Linked DNA regions of Rattus norvegicus: region 1 is linked to region 2. Evidence: chromatin contacts called from public Hi-C data. All regions are on one chromosome and are shown on one strand. The core of a region is the stretch at or near the end of the contact, and the rest is flanking DNA. Distances in the headings are between cores, read along the strand shown. Region 1 has its middle 86 kb from the start of Nav3. Region 2 overlaps Nav3 (neuron navigator 3).

Region 1 (3,666 bases), core at 413-2,912, 170 kb after region 2:
TTTTCATCTCTAAGGTAATAAATATAGGAATCTATGAAGATGGGTCAGTGGATAAAGTAATTGGCAAGTGAGGACTGAAGTTCAAGTGCACAGGATGTCAGCTCAACTGGCATCCCAGGATTTCGAAGGAAGGGATGAATTGAAAAGGCAAAATTTGGATTCACCAAGAGATCTTGCCTCAGTAACTAAAACTGGAGAGAGGTTAAGGCACTTGGCATCAACTGTGAGCCTCCACAAACACATGTGCCCTCACACATAAAAACACACTTACATATCCAACATGCAAAATCTCCAACGGCATTAAAATTCCAGAGTGTCTTTACTGTCTGTCTTTCCTTCCTTCTAAATGTCTAGAGTCTATCAGTCAAGCTGTGTTTACTCCCTTCCTTCCTTATAATCTTCTGTAAGGTCTTCATTCATTCTCTAAACCAAAATTAAGAAAAGGAGAAGAAAGAATAAAGTGACAAAACCAGATCAGTAACACTTATTACTTCCCAACGAGTTTGGTGCTGAGGAAACTCAACCATCCCCGTCCTTGGGGCAGCTCACGGCCGCTTTGTTTCTGTGCTGTTTCCCACGGAACTCTGCAGACTCCACGATACATGTAACTGCAGTATTTCCTCTTCTCGACTGTGCGACCTCTATTTGTCAGGTGATGACAGGCAATGTTCTGGAACTTTGCGGTATCTTCTTGGGGTGATTGCAGCTATGTCCAGGTTATACATGTTATGTTTACTGGCGATCCACACAGGTAAACGTGGGCCCATATATCCTCGCCGACTTTCTCCCAGCTTCTCTGAGACTTTAAACCAAACACTGCATTTTTCCACAAGGAAGTTCTCACAACACACAGACTCAGGATCTCTCCGGTTAAACTGACTTTTTTTTTAATCTCCCGAATAACTACTTTTCCTGCTTTCCCCATTAAGTCAAACTGTCCTTCACCCTTCAGTTCTGTTTACCCAGTCACAAATACAGGAATGAAGGCCCTGTCCCTCTTTCACACTTCCCCTAAGCAGCATTAAGTTGCCTCCTTAATGTCTCTCCTATCAGTCCCCTCCCCTGCTGGTGAAACTTTAGATATTAACCAATGGCAGTATCATACGTTTCCTCATCGCTCTGTTCATATTTCATAGTTCTGCTTATTTTCATATTATTGCCGGAGAACCCTTTATAAAAACAAGTCCCAAACCAATCACACTAGTTTCCCAATTCAGTGGCTCCTTGCAATGCTCAAGCTAATGTCTTAACGTCTTCAATACAAGTCTGACCTAGTTCCTCTTGTCTCTAGGCCCTTCCTCTGGAGCAATGCTCTCTGAGTCCAACTCTTCTGAAGAATCGTAATGTGCATCTCGAAGCCCCATCTGTTCTTCATTACATATCAGCATCCCAACACTGTGGACCTCTTTGGCAAACCTCGTCAACCCTACTATATGACTCCTGCCCAGGGCCTTAAGGGCAACTCGGGAGAGTAAAAGACACTAATAATCCCCGATAAAGAAATCATAGCTGAGCAGAGACACCAGGCTTTTTGCCGTGGCTCCAATCCACACGTTACAATTTTAGGAGTTTGATTTTTGTGGCTTTTTTTCCCCTCTCTTCACTTTGTTTTCAAACTCTTTCCTGTCTGCTGACTCATACTCCCATAAGCCAATTCGGACTTCTCCCACAGGAAAACGCTCTTACCCTCCTGCTGACGGCAGGGTGGGCCTCTCTGTACTTCAGTCTGGCCTTGATGGCTTCATTCTGACTGCAATTGTGCTACATTTGTAGTTTCTGCAGGCTCAGCATTTCAACACTATTATTTCTAATTAAAACATAATTTTATATTAAAAACACTACCTGGAACATTTTAAAATACAATAAAGCTGGAAGGATTTCACAAGAGCAGCACAGCAGTCCCTTCAATGGGTTCAGTTCACACAGGACAAGACTGCTAACTCATTTCTCTATTAATTTCTTAATTTTTCTCCAATGGACCAATGCGAACTGCATTCTTTACTTCACTTGCAAGTTCTGCAGTCTCTTCACTTCCTGTAACAGGAAAGCAGATTCTTCTTTCTCTCCTACTTTTGCTTTCCTTCCCTAGTAATATTCTCCAACCACAGCGTGAACAGAAACGAACGTGAAATTAGAGAAGCCAATCAAGTTGGTGAGTGGTTACAGACTACAGATAATTTGCTTTCTCGTATTCATGACTGGGTATCATAGAAATCATTGCCAGTTCTAAAGAAGCATAATCTTCTACCACGTTCCCAACACAGATGCGTAAAGAAATGTCTATTAGATCATCTATGAAATACAGTTAACCAAGTGGTAACTGCATTTCTTTCCTCCAAAAGATCCTCCTTAGTACTCTTTCTCCCTCCACAGACAGAGCTCATTGACCTAGGACCAAAAATTGTCTTCGGTTTCTCTGGAAATCACTCATCCCCTCTTCTGTGTCAGATCTCCTGACTTCTTACGAGACTGAAAGCAGTGTGGGACCAGAAGAGAGACTCATTTTCTTGGTGTCCTCCATCTCCTTTGGGTCATATATTCTTTCTGCTTTCTCTTCTACAGGGTTTCCTGAGCCCTGAGGGAGGCGTCCCTTGTTGGACTATGTGTTCCATGGCCTCTCATTCTGAATAGTGTACGACTGGAGATGTCTATATTTGTTATCTGCTGGAGGAGGAAGGTTTCATGATGATGGCTAAGCAAGGCACTAATCTAAGAGTAGAGCAGGATGTTATAATGGGAGTCATTTTATTGGTATCTTCTTTTGCATTTTCTCTTCTTTTTCTTCCTCTTTTCCTTCCCCTGCCCCCTGTATTTTGGTAGAACAGTAATGGTATTTTGTTTTACACTAGGTCCTAGCATTATCTACTATCAGGTTCTAGGTCACCCAAGGACTGAAACACATTTTTTTTTATTATTTTCTTAACAGAAAAAGGGAGGGTTGACTATTTTTTCCTAATTCTTTCACTTATTTTCCCCCAAACTTTCCTTATTATAGATCTGAATCATGGAATCGCGTCTAACTTCTCTATAGGAGTATCAAGAGCTAGAAGAATACAAAGCACACACAATATTTCAATATAAAGTCACGGAGCATAATAATTAGGAGTCTAAGCTTCTTGATTCATTTTGCTTAGCTTTTATTCTTAATAATGATTCTCTCTTGGCTTTTTCATCCACTTCTAAACCTGTTCCTAAATTGTAGCTTACAAACTTTACTACTTCACAATTTATGGAATTAGATTATCATGTTTCAAACCTTTTTATTCAATATCCTTAGTTTCCCCTATACTAAAAGTATTTGTTTTTCTAATGAGTTACTTTTCACTTATACTTGATCTCACATGAAATCTTCTCCTTCTTAACACTATCTCACTATAATGTCGTTGCTGTCCTGGAACTTGTAATGTAGACCAGACTGGCCTTCCATGCACAGACACCCACCTGCCTCTGCTTTACAAGGTCTGGGGTTAAAGTTACAAGCATTTCCTAGGTGTTTGGGAGTGTGTAGTAATCTGAATAATCTGTTCATGATAATGAGACACAATAAATAGATTTCACAGTCTGGTTCGTAGAATAAAGTTTACAGTTTCATGGGATTTACAGTATTATGTCATAGAATGAACAGATGAAGTCTGTTTTTTGAATTATTTTTTAACTGGCTTTAAA
Region 2 (4,131 bases), core at 1,003-3,502:
AAGGCAAGGGCAATCTATAAATACTTCACAAAAGATACTGTTTTGTTTTTGTTTTTTGTTTTTTTTTTTAAAGTAGCAGTACAAAGAAACCTCTTAGATTCCATTTTGTAAGGAAAGAAATTGAAGGAAAAAAACTTAAGTTTTTAAAATCTTGGTTTTGATTACTAAGGATATTCTGCTATATTCACAGACTGGTGCCTAGTTTGATTGTCATCAGAGAGGCATCATCCAACAGCGGATGGGGCCAGAAAGCTATAGGCAAACACTGGAGGGGGTGTGTGGGGGAAGGGAAGCTCAGAAGAAGAGGAAGAGAAACAGTTGTAGGAGCCAGAGGTGGCGGATACCACAAGAACAAGACCCACAGAATCAACTAAGCCAGGCTCTTAGGGGATGACAGACTGAAGCAACACTACTACACCTTTATGGGCCTTAGGGAGGTCCTCTACATACATACCATAGTTATGTGGCTTCTTGTTCTTGTTCTGGTGGGACTCTTACCACTGGGAGCGGGTGGTGTCTCTGACTCCTTTGCCTGCACATTGGAGCCTTTCCTTCTTTATGGGCTGCCCTGTCCAGTCTTGATATAAAGGTTTGTGTCTAATATCATTGTAATTTGTTGACCGTGTTCTATTGATATCCCTAAGAGGCCTGTTCTCTCTCTCTCTCTCTCTCTCTCTCTCTCTCTCTCTCTCTCTCTCTCTCGGGAAATAGAGCGGAAGTGAATCTGGGGCGAGAGGAAACAGGGAGAAGACGGGGAGGAGTGGAGCAGAGGATGGGGAGCTGAGGTTGGAATGGAAGGTAAGAGGAAAAAGGTAGAATTTAAAATTTAAATTTAAAAAAATAAATAAAACAAATCATTTTGGTTCTTGGTTCAGACATAGACACAAATAGCAGAGCTAAATTAAAGGTAAAGTTGGCAAAACACTGCAGGGGACAAATGACATGCTAGAAAATATGTGTAAGAAGGTCTCGTGGATGAAACACAGTTTCAAAAGGATGGAGGCGGCTGACTCAGAATTTTTGGCCTCTGGTCTGACAATTAGTGATAATCTGATCAACAGAACTCTTTAGCACAGGTCAGGGGTTCTTCAGAGCCAAGACCATCACCTAAGAACATGTATGAACCTTGAAGAAACTATTTATTTACTTTTATGTGCACTGATGTTTTTCCTGCATTTATATTTGTATGAGGGTGTCAGATCCTTTGGACCTGGAGTTTCAGACAGTAGTGTGACACATGAGGGCACTGGGAATTGAGCCAGGGTTCTCTGGGTGCTCTTACCTACTGAGCAACCTCCTCAGTGTCCATGCATGAACGTTCATGGATGTACATTGTCTGGACAGACCCAGTTCTACTGTTTCACAGGCTGTGGATGGTGGGGCCAGGAAACTATCCTGAGGCCTCCACAGGCTTCTAAAGTAGGCTGCTGTTTAAATACTTGCACAGATATTATTAAAAATAATTAGATTGTAAAAACTTAAGGACCTCTCAACACAGAAGGCACATTTGTTTCTGTATTCATAGACTACACAATAACATACCATACTTCTTGTATGTCCAAGAAAACACAAGCCAACAACAAATGTTGTTGCAAAACATTCATCCCTGTGTTTTAAGCCCTTCTCATTATTAGAGATAAAATTGGTAAATTTTCTCAAGAGAGAAATAACATTCTTCCCTTTTCTTTCTAGCTCTTCCTTCCTTCCTTCTTTTAGGTCTTCATTTATTATCCGTTGGCACGAGAGAAGACCACACTTTTCATTTGCTTAGTCTTAAATCGCTAAAGTTACAAGTTGAGAACGTCCTGCCTGTTGTGTTATAAACCCACAGCAAAAGTAAGGGAACTCAGACCTCAGCAGCCCAGTCCATTTTGTGCTGATAGCAAGTAATGGTGAACATTTCAGGGTAAAAGAGACATTAAGGCACAGGTTTTCTTGAAATTTTCAATTATTTCTTGATCTATGAGTTCTGTATAAACAAACAAATATACCTACAAAAAAGCCCAAAAACTATTTGGAAGAAGTTTATATGCATATATACATATAACATATATGTATGCATACATATAAACATTACATTACACATGGTGACTTCTGACCTCTCTCTGTTAAGGTCACCTTGACAAATACATTTTTAAAAAAAAAAATCAATGTATCAGCTACCTTTTTCTCTTTCACTACATGCTATAGCTGGAGAGAACCACTAGGTGGCACTAGGGGAACACGCCTGCAAGACAATCGCAACAGTAGATGAGGGCTTTGTCACACTGCGAAGGCAAACAACTGTCATAATGAAAGAACCACAGGAGCACAACAGAGCAGCGGGACTTCAAAGTCATCATATTAATGGCCACCTTAACAGCCTCCAAATCTCATCTTAAAAATTTTTCATTTTAAATGGACCATAATTGCCAGATTGCTGAGGATATCACATGAATCCCTAACAAAAGAGTTAAGAAAACGATCTCATGAAGTGGAAAACAAACAAACGAAAAGCTGACAGGCTTATCATCATCCTATGTCATGCTGAATTTAGACACAGAAAGGTTCAAGTCCCCAAACTATTTTAAAAACTATCTTCCTTTATGAACTTTTTCCCCAGTCACTGAAGCGACTTATGACGATCTACGTGCAACACAGGCTAAGACATTTTAGCAGGAATGGAAACTACAAGCAGCAAATATTCTCCCGAGACAGGGAAGCTGACCTAAACTGATGTGCATTTCCCCCATCTCTTAACCTTCCCACTCAGCCTACCCACTTCCCCCGCCCCAATAACGTTAAATTACTGAAGGTTTTCAGATGTGGAAAGATTGGAGCCTGGAGTCAGAAGCACTGGGCTCCTCTCCCGGCCCCACCACTTACTAGAGAGCTGGATTTTCCTTCTCACAAATGTGGGGATCATATGCTTATCTTCCCTGCCTATCTCCCAGGGAGGATTAGCTGTAATGGGAAACATCTGCAAAAGCAAAGTCCATCACGCAAGACGAAGCCTCGCTATTACAATCAAATGGAATGTGGTATCTATGAATTACATTTTAATATCTATTCTACAGTCGCAGGCCACTTTCAAGTTGTTGTTTCAAAGCAGTCCGGAATTATTTTAAACCATTGCACACGTAAATACTAAAATGGCTTGGTTGGGTTTTCATTATCTTCTTAGCAAACCTAAAATGTTTTATCTTTACGCGCTACCATTACGCTGAAACTGTTCTCTGTTCTTATTTGACATATTACTTGATATGGCCAAAGAAAAATATATGTCAGGTACAGGCCTCTAATGTGTCTTTATAATTGATTGTGTTGCCCAGGAGAGACAGCTCTGTGCGGACGATGCTTGCTGTGCAAGCTTGAGGACCTACGTTTGTGTTGCCAACACATAAGTAAAAGAAAGTCATGACACAGGACGTTTCTGTAATCCAGGACAGGAAGATCAGGGAGAAAAGGATTCTGGGGTCTCACGGGTCAGCCAGCGTAGCTATGTGAGTATAGCTTTGCCAGTGAACTCCAGGTTTATTGAAGGTACCCTTTTACAAAACTAGGAGAACGATAGTGACAAAGGAAGATAGTGACATAGGAAGACAGTTGACATCTATCTGTGGCTTCTACATGCACATACATACATGTGCACGCAAACGTGAACCTATACATGTCCATGTCACCATACACACTTCAGTGTAGCATAATTCTTATGCACTCAAAACTGACTTCAAAATGCTGGCTCACCGATATGAAAGAAAATTAGTAAAACGAGTAAAACAAACAAAAACCAGTGTCACCCATTGTTTGGATTCCCAGAAGAAGGTCGGTATGATTCTGCGTTCAAAGTGTAAACAGGAGACTCCTCGTCTGCTATCCCCATGGAGAAAAGAATGGGTATTAAGAGTTTTAGGTTGAGGGTGCTGGCCAAGACACTAATCATCAATAATGAGCGGTAGTGGGAACAGGGCTAGCATTCCACTCACAAATAGTGAAGCTTCTATTGCAAGGATAGAAGAGTGAGTAGAAAAGCCCGTGCATGCCCAAACTGCCAAACTCAGGTAAACTAACTGCCAATGAAGCAGAATATTCCTGAGGTAGAGAAGTTGAAATCAGGGATTAACAAGGACCAGGATGCTCTTAGACGCCCCC

Evidence for each region. A called contact is a pair of places that touch in the nucleus more often than the background predicts.
Region 1: a Hi-C map of psoas muscle shows a contact between it and region 2, with 5 times the contacts expected there. The contact joins two enhancer-like sites. A contact is called at or near these places in 12 of 12 Hi-C or Micro-C datasets (the A7r5 cell line, the Rat2 cell line, Schwann cells and 7 more) and 1 of 1 datasets of contacts at active chromatin or transcription factors (oligodendrocytes).

What each region holds. Positions count from the first base shown.
Region 1 is chr7:47,362,454-47,366,119 of GRCr8, forward strand. It overlaps a transcript of Nav3 not described here. Among named protein-coding and RNA genes, the nearest start is that of Nav3, 86 kb to the left of the region's middle. Within about 2 kb of position 1,663, at least 4 of the 93 cell types and tissues checked have an H3K27ac peak or open chromatin away from gene starts, as enhancers often do.
Region 2 is chr7:47,190,334-47,194,464 of GRCr8, forward strand. All of the region lies in intron 1 of Nav3 (neuron navigator 3), which reads right to left. Among named protein-coding and RNA genes, the nearest start is that of Nav3, 86 kb to the right of the region's middle. Within about 2 kb of position 2,253, at least 8 of the 93 cell types and tissues checked have an H3K27ac peak or open chromatin away from gene starts, as enhancers often do.